2 separate regions of the Sus scrofa genome follow, and region 2 is linked to region 1. The links are chromatin contacts, called in public HiChIP or PLAC-seq maps. All regions are on one chromosome and are shown on one strand. Each heading gives the region's core, a stretch centred on a gene start, on an enhancer-like site or on the middle of the called end of the contact. The rest is flanking DNA. Distances are from core to core; before and after follow the strand shown.

Region 1 (3,448 bases), core at 940-3,439:
CTCCATCTAGAAAAGATAAGCCAGGCAAGTCACCTCCACTAATTTGCTAAACAAGGTCCCCAAAGAATGAAGATTCCAGAACATTTTTAATATATAATACCAAACTCCTGACCTCCCACCAAACCTGTTTCTTTTGCCATCTTTCCTTTCTCCGTTGATAGCACCACTGTTCTTCTACTTGGGAAGGCCAAAAACCTTTGAGTCTTGCCTGACTACTTTCCCTTATGTTTAACATCCCTCTTGTATCTACCTTCAAAACACTTCCTGAATCCTGCTACTTCTCTCCACCTTCATATCTGGTCTGAACAACTACAATACTCTCCTGCTAGGCTCATTGCTTTTGCCTCACCTCTGAGGGCACTTATAAAAGCTTCATCAGACTGCATTCTTCCTCTGTTAGAACCCTAAATGAATATTGAGGCCAGTCACACTCTGGCACATGATTTATCACATTTTCTTTTTTTTCTTTTTTTTTTTTTTTGCTGTATAGGGCCACCCCCACAGCTTATGGAGGTTCCAGGCTAGGGGTTGAATCGGAGCTGTAACTGCCAGCCTACACCACAGCCACAGCAATGCCAGATCTGAGCCATGTCTGTGACCTATACCATAGCTCATGGCAATGCCAGATCCTTAACCTAATGAGCAAGGCCAGAGATCAAACCTGCATCCTTATGGGTGCTAGTCAGATTCGTTTCCACTGAGCCATGACAGGAGCTCCTTCAACTTCATTTTTTGTGCTCTCCGTGTTCACTCAGATCCAGCTGTGCTGTTCCTCAAAAGTGCTGGGCTTGCTCCTACCTTAGGCCTTACATGTTATTCTCTCTGCCTCAAGTATTTTCCCCCTGAATTCTGCATGGTTTATTCTTCATATCTTTTGGCTTTTCCTTCAAATACGATTTTTTTTTTTCAGGGAGATATTTCCTGACCAAACTATTTAAAACCGGACTCACCATCACTCTTACCAGATTTCTTTTTCTCTCCACAGCACTTTCTACCATTGACATACCATATGTTTTACTTGTTTATTATTTGTTTCTCTCACTGGAATATAAGCAGTGACTGTCACAGATAACATTTCATAGATACTTGTTGAATGAATGAGATATAGGTTCTGGGGAACAAAGCAAGGTTAGAAACACTGCCCTTATATTATTTAAAATAGCATCCCAGTCTCCCAGGGCTCATCTTCTACTCCCTTAACTTGCTTCATTTTTCTTCACAGCATCTATCATTTTTTTAAATTTATTTTTTTATTAGAGTATAGCTGATTTACAGTGTTGTGTCAATTTCTGCCATATAGCACAGTGACCTAGTCATATATACACACATGTTCTTTTTCTCATGCTATTGTCCATCTCAAGAGACTGGGTATAATTCTCTGACACTGTTTCTTGAGTGCCTCCACTATTAGAAAGTGAGTGCCATGAGAACAACTTTCTGTTCTCTGGTGTACCTGGTTTGCAGGGCATCAATATGTATTTGTGGAATAAACAATGACAAACTGGAGTGTGCCTTTGGCTCCAGAATCTCACAAATGGGGATGCTAACGTATTTTTCTGACCCAGGTGATTTGGAACACACTTTACAGTGACCAAAACTCCTATGCAGAAGTACCAGAGTGGAGAAGCAATACAAAACCTTCACTACTTTGCCTTCTTGTGGAATGTTTAGCATGGTTTGGCCCCAAGGATTTTTGTGTTTAGACAAACATTTGGAGGACAAGGCACCCTTTTTTGTAAAGCACACTGTCTTATATACGTGGAAAGGGGATTTTACTTCCCCAGGGTATGTTGTCTGCAGACCATCTTAATTTTAACCGATGAAGCAGGGAGGTAGTATGCTACTGGCACCTAGTGGGTTAGAGATGAAGAGTGCCCCAGATCCTAAACTCAGGGATGCCAGATTTATCAAATAAAAATACCTGTGGATTGAATTGCAAGATGAAATACATAACTCCTACATAAATTTTAATCTTAAAGTATACCTTTGTTTATCTGAAATTCAAGTTTAACTGGGTGCCCTATATTTTATTTGGTGGTCTTAACGATAATACACAGGACAGGTCCCCCGCAAGAAAGAATTATCCAGACCAAAATATCCAGGAGTTGGGCCAGGAATCTACGAATTGTTGGGCCTGGCCCCCTAGTCTCTGATTCCCGGTAGGTCTGGGGGTGGGACCCCAGGTTGCGCATTTTTATGAAGTTCCCAAGTGAAGCTGTTATTGGTCAGGAACCATAAAGGGGAACCAACGACCTAGAGAGAAAAATAGCTTCATGAATAGCAGCAATGAAAGTATGCAGGCTCCAGGAAGGCAAGGGACATTTCTGCAATTAAGCCCTTGCCTCTGAGGTACTTCCCAGTTCCCTCTAGGCGCCACCAAGGCGCCAAAGTCTCAGTGGTCGCTCGGATCGGGGGCGTGTCCTGGGCAGGGGCGTGTCCTGGGCGGGTAGCGGGAGCAGGGTCGAGGCAAGCTGAGAGCTCTCGTGCCGGACGTTGCGCTGCCGCGACGCCCGACGCCGGCGGGGCCGAGGCATTCCGGGCTCTTCGCTGTCCGTGGCATCTGGCGCCAACTTGCGGTTCTTTGGCCTGTTCAGGGTAAGTAGGAGTCGCTCGGCTCGCCCCGCTGACCGGCCCTGCTTGGATGTGGGCGTGGCGGACTCTGGCGTTGCGTTTTCTCAACGGTGCACGAGGCGTTGGCCCCCAGGGTAGGTGGGACCAGGACCGGGACAATGGACCTTCGGGCGCCGAGCTCGGAGGGCCTCACGGGGGCGCTCCCGCCGTGGGACGGGGAGGCGGGGCCGAGGTCGGGATGGGAGCCTTTGGGCAGGGTCAGGCTGCTGGTGGGCGGGGCGCCCTAAGTGGTTGTACTAAGGGAGGAGCGACCTGGACCCTTGGGCGGAATCGGGGGCGGGCCGGCCTGAGGCCTGATGGATTGCGGGCGGAGCTAGGGCTAGGGCGGAGTGAGAGAACATCTGTGGGCGGGGTCGGGCGGTGCGGCTCCCACGCCCCGCCCCCTCGGAAGAGAGGCTGTTCCTTTGGGGGGCGCGCTGAGTGGGGGCGTTTCTGACTTTTCTATGGCTTGGGCCTGCTTTTGGGATCGCCGAGGTTGCAGAGGGTCTTTGTTTCCCCGCCCTCCCCCCCCCCCCCCCCCGTTTTCGTTTAGTGTTGAGATGGGTAGAAGGAGGAGGAGGGCCGCCTATCTCACAAAGGCCCTTCCTGAGCTGTTTTGCGCCAGGCTTAGATTTGAGGCATTTACGTTTATAAAATGTCTTATTAAAAACATCTTTTTGTAAAGTAACTTAAAAACAGTTTACAAACTAGTACAAAGAATTTGAACATTCTAGGCACTTAGGTTCCACCAAATGGTAACGTCTTATTTAGAAGAACAATTAGCAAAACCCGCACACTTAATGTCTACAGGCCTTATTCAGAGCTTTTTTTTTGATCT
Region 2 (3,746 bases), core at 502-3,001, 110 kb before region 1:
GACCACAAGTGATGTAACTCTCTGAACACATCAGATATTCTTAAAGGCCTAAGCCTAATGCCACCTTTGTAAAACATGAAAGAAAGGTCTCACCCATCACAAATGTGAACATCCCTGGGAGGCAATGATGAGAAAGTGAGAGAGCAGAAAGCCTCCTGATATCAAAGTCATCTTCTCTCACATCCCACTCATGCTGCATCTCTGAATCAACAGCCCCTTTGCTTATTTGGAAAAGAAACAATAGTTCTACTCTCTATTGATCTAAAGTGTGTTTCCTGCATCTGCTGCCAATGTGTCACTTCATTAGTGAAGCTTTCAGCAACACACCCAAGGCACTCAGGCTAGACCTCTCTCTGTACTCCCACTACACACAATTCTTTTACCGCTTATCACACTATATTGCAGTAATTGTTGACAAACTTGTATTCCTTTCCTGCCCCAGTGCACTGGGAAAAGAGTAAATCTAACCCCTCATTTATCTGACAGCTATTAAGAAAAGCTGGAATCTAACTCCCTATCACTCCTCTAGCTCAATCTTCTCACCTGTATTCTAGGATCCAGTTCTTCTTCTTCTCTTGGGGACAATTTGGCTTCACTGCTATTACTTCCACCTCCTCCGGGCTCCTCAGCAACTGGACTCCTAGGGACTTCATCCTCTACCACTTCAGGCCTAAGCTCCCCCTGTGGTGTTTCCCGCCCCCCAGGAATCTGCCTGAGTTCAGCCATGCTGTGAGGGAGAGGGCACAGCCCTAGGCATAAGAGAGGACTGGCATGCTGGGACCAGGGCCCCAGCTTGGGGCTTCCTGGGCTCTAGTTTGCAAGAAGTGTTTCTCTTCTCAAAGGGTGGAAAAAAAGCGGGCACAGGAAGAACCTCACACTGGGTTAGAGGCTGAGATTCAAGTTGTCGGCAGGGTTCCTAAAGTTACAGCCTTGTGTGTGCAAAAGTCCTTCCCTTCCCGTTAGAGGGAGTCCACCAGGAGAGACCCAGAGCAATAGCTCCGAGGAAGGGGGCAGAGGGGGCCTGGATCCTGGGCCGAGGCCTGCGAGGAGGAGCACCATTCGGGAGGGCGGAGGCAGGCGCCTCCAGGCTGTGGTGGCAACTGGAGAGAGAAGGCAGGGCCTGAGCAGAGGCTGCGGGATGAGAGTCTTCAGGGAGCTGCAAGGGAAACAAAGGCCAAGTACATGGTCAGCAGCAGAACTTCGGCCATTAGCCTCTTCTAACCTCTTAGCTTCCCAAGAACTCCACTCTCTTCCTCCCACATCCCCACATTCAGACCAACCACCTCAACTTCTTCCCGCGTCCCAGGATCTCTCGCTCCAGCCCCTCCCCCACCAGCGCCTGCCCGACTTCCCTCCGTGCTCTCATCTTCCCCACCATCTCCCCTTCCTTCTCTTCTGCCAGCCCCATTCCACCCCCCACCCGGTTTTGCAAATTACCTCGTAAACCCCCAGCCCCACCCCACCTCCTCTTCTCTCTCCAACCCAGAGGACAATCCGAGCCTAACGTCTCCAACCCCACTCTTTCTCAATCCCAAGGACCCAGGACCCAGGACCCAGACTTCCTACACAACTGGGCGCAAGCCCTACCCCCGCCCCATTTCCCGGCTTTACCTCAGTTTACCTTCTGGTGCGCAGAGCTCTACCACCGCAAACAATCTTCCCCCGCCCTCCCCGCAACAAGCCGGTGGAACCAAACACAACGAGGCCGAAAGGAAGCGGAAATACATAATCCGGTAGCAACGCCCTCCTGCCCTCTCGCCCCTCCCTCCCACGCTGGCCCCCTAACTAGGCCACGTCTAGATTCAACTCTCGCCCGGCTTCGGTTTCCGTACAAAATGGTGCCCCCCTCCGGGGGTTCAGGCTCACCTTCCCAGGGCCTCCAGCCCACGCTTCACTAAGGATAAATGAAACTGAAGTATGAGAATATTGTTCTAAGGACTACTAGATCTGGTAATGGAAGTTGAAAGTGCCTGCTGAATAGGGAAGCGCTAGAAATAAAACGAATATTGGAAATCATCCTAAGGAGGGGGCTGCCATCTTGCTTTACGGCAAGGGGAAATCTGACTGCCCCCACAACCGCTTCCGGTTCTGCCCAGGAAGTCGGAAGTGAGCTTAAGGGCTGGTTGCGGTGTCCTGGCAGTTGGTGTGTAGCATCTAAAGGATACGCTGCTGGGACCTGGGGGTGGTTTCCAGACGTGATTCTCCTTGGTCAAGTGAAGTCAGCTCTACCGTTAGTAACAGCATCTAAAGGGCAGCTCTGATAGGTAAATCTCTCTGCTTAAGGCTGTCATTTAAAAAAAATATATGCCCTGGGAGTTCCCTTCATGGCTCAGTGGTTAACCAACCAGACTAGGATCCATGAGGATGCGGGTAAGAACCCTGACCTCGCTCAGTGAGAAGGCTCCTGCTTTGCCATGCGCTGTGATGTAGGTCGCAGACGCCGCTCGGATCCGTGGTTGCTGTGGCTGTGGTGTAGGCTGGCAGCTGTAGCTCTGATCGGACCCCTAGCCTGGGAACTTATGCAGCAGGTGTCCCCCCCCCCAAAAAAAAAGCACAACCTGAGAGTTTACAGTTAAGTCTTTATTTGGGGCAAGATGCGGGCTATAGCCAGAGAGGCTGCATTTCAGATACCTGTGAAAAACCGCTCCAAAGAGATAGTGGGGGAGTTCCTGTCTTGGCGCAGTGGTTAGTAAATCCGACTAGGAACCATGGGGTTGCGGGTTCGATCCCTGGCCTTGCTCAGTGGGTTAAGGAGCTGGCGTTGCCGTGAGCTGTGGTGTAGGTCGCAGACGCAGCTCGGATCCCGCATTGCTGTGGCTCTAGCGTAGGCTGGTGGCTACAGCTCCGATTCGACCCCTAGCCTGGGAACCTCCTTATGCCGTGGGAAGTGGCCCTAGAATAGGAAAAAAAAAAAAAAGAGAGAGATAGTGGAGAAGGTTAGCATATATGTGAATTTGGTGAAGGGGGAGGTACATATAACCAAGCACACATTATACAGAAGTTTGCTGCTAGTCAGGAGGAACAACGTCACCATGAAGGATTTTAGTGCTTTTCTAGACATGAGGAGATGTAAGAAATGAGCTCATAAAATCTGAAAATATCTATCTGAAGACTTGTTCTCCCAGTTTTCTTAGAGCACAGATTACCTCACTCCTGATCTCCACTTGGAGCTACTTTGAAGGGGTGTTTTGAGTCAGCAGCTGCATTGGTTCATTTTGCATAGAGGCAGATGGCAAGTGCCAAACTCCATTTCTCAAGGACTCTTGCTGGTGCCATCACCACAGCCTCATTGTGGTTGTGCTTCACCAACCCCTCCCCAAGCCAGGCCCTCTCCCACTGAAGTTCGTTGCAGTACGGTACTGTTTACTCTATGAGCACTAATTAGAAATTTAGTTAATCTGAACTCAGTGCTCTTGTGCATTCATAAAAGCCTGCAAGGAATTTGTTACATGGCTTTGTATATCAGTGAAAGGACCTGACCTGAAGTCACTTCTAGGTGTCACCAGGAGAGGCCTAAGGGAAGAATTCAGGATGGATGTTTTATTTTTGCAAAAGACTTAATTTACTCTGAGCCAGTTTAAGATTTGCCCTGAGGTGAAGAAGGCAAATGGACCTAATTTTCCTTCTTCCTTTTGGATCCCCCCTCATAAGAAGAAGAGCCAAGTAACTTTTTCTTTAATTATAGTAGATTTACAATGTTCTTTCAATTTCTGCTGTACAGCAAAGTGGCCAATCATACATATATT

What was found. HiChIP or PLAC-seq counts read pairs in DNA pulled down with a chosen protein or histone mark.
Region 2: a contact with region 1 is called in an H3K27ac HiChIP or PLAC-seq map of alveolar macrophages. The contact joins the promoter of SH3BP5L here to the promoter of PGBD2 in region 1. A contact is called at or near these places in 2 of 5 promoter capture datasets (fetal liver and liver), 5 of 47 Hi-C or Micro-C datasets (embryonic fibroblasts, fibroblasts, liver and 1 more) and 1 of 2 datasets of contacts at active chromatin or transcription factors (alveolar macrophages).

What each region holds. Positions count from the first base shown.
Region 1 is chr2:52,210,114-52,213,561 of Sscrofa11.1, reverse strand. PGBD2 (piggyBac transposable element-derived protein 2) reads left to right here and starts at 2,189. Exons shown (of 4, transcript XM_021083387.1): 1 at 2,189-2,595.
Region 2 is chr2:52,321,014-52,324,759 of Sscrofa11.1, reverse strand. It overlaps SH3BP5L (SH3 domain-binding protein 5-like), which reads right to left and starts at 1,751. Exons shown (of 7, transcript XM_003123598.6): 1 at 1,622-1,751; 2 at 544-1,156. The coding sequence starts at 726.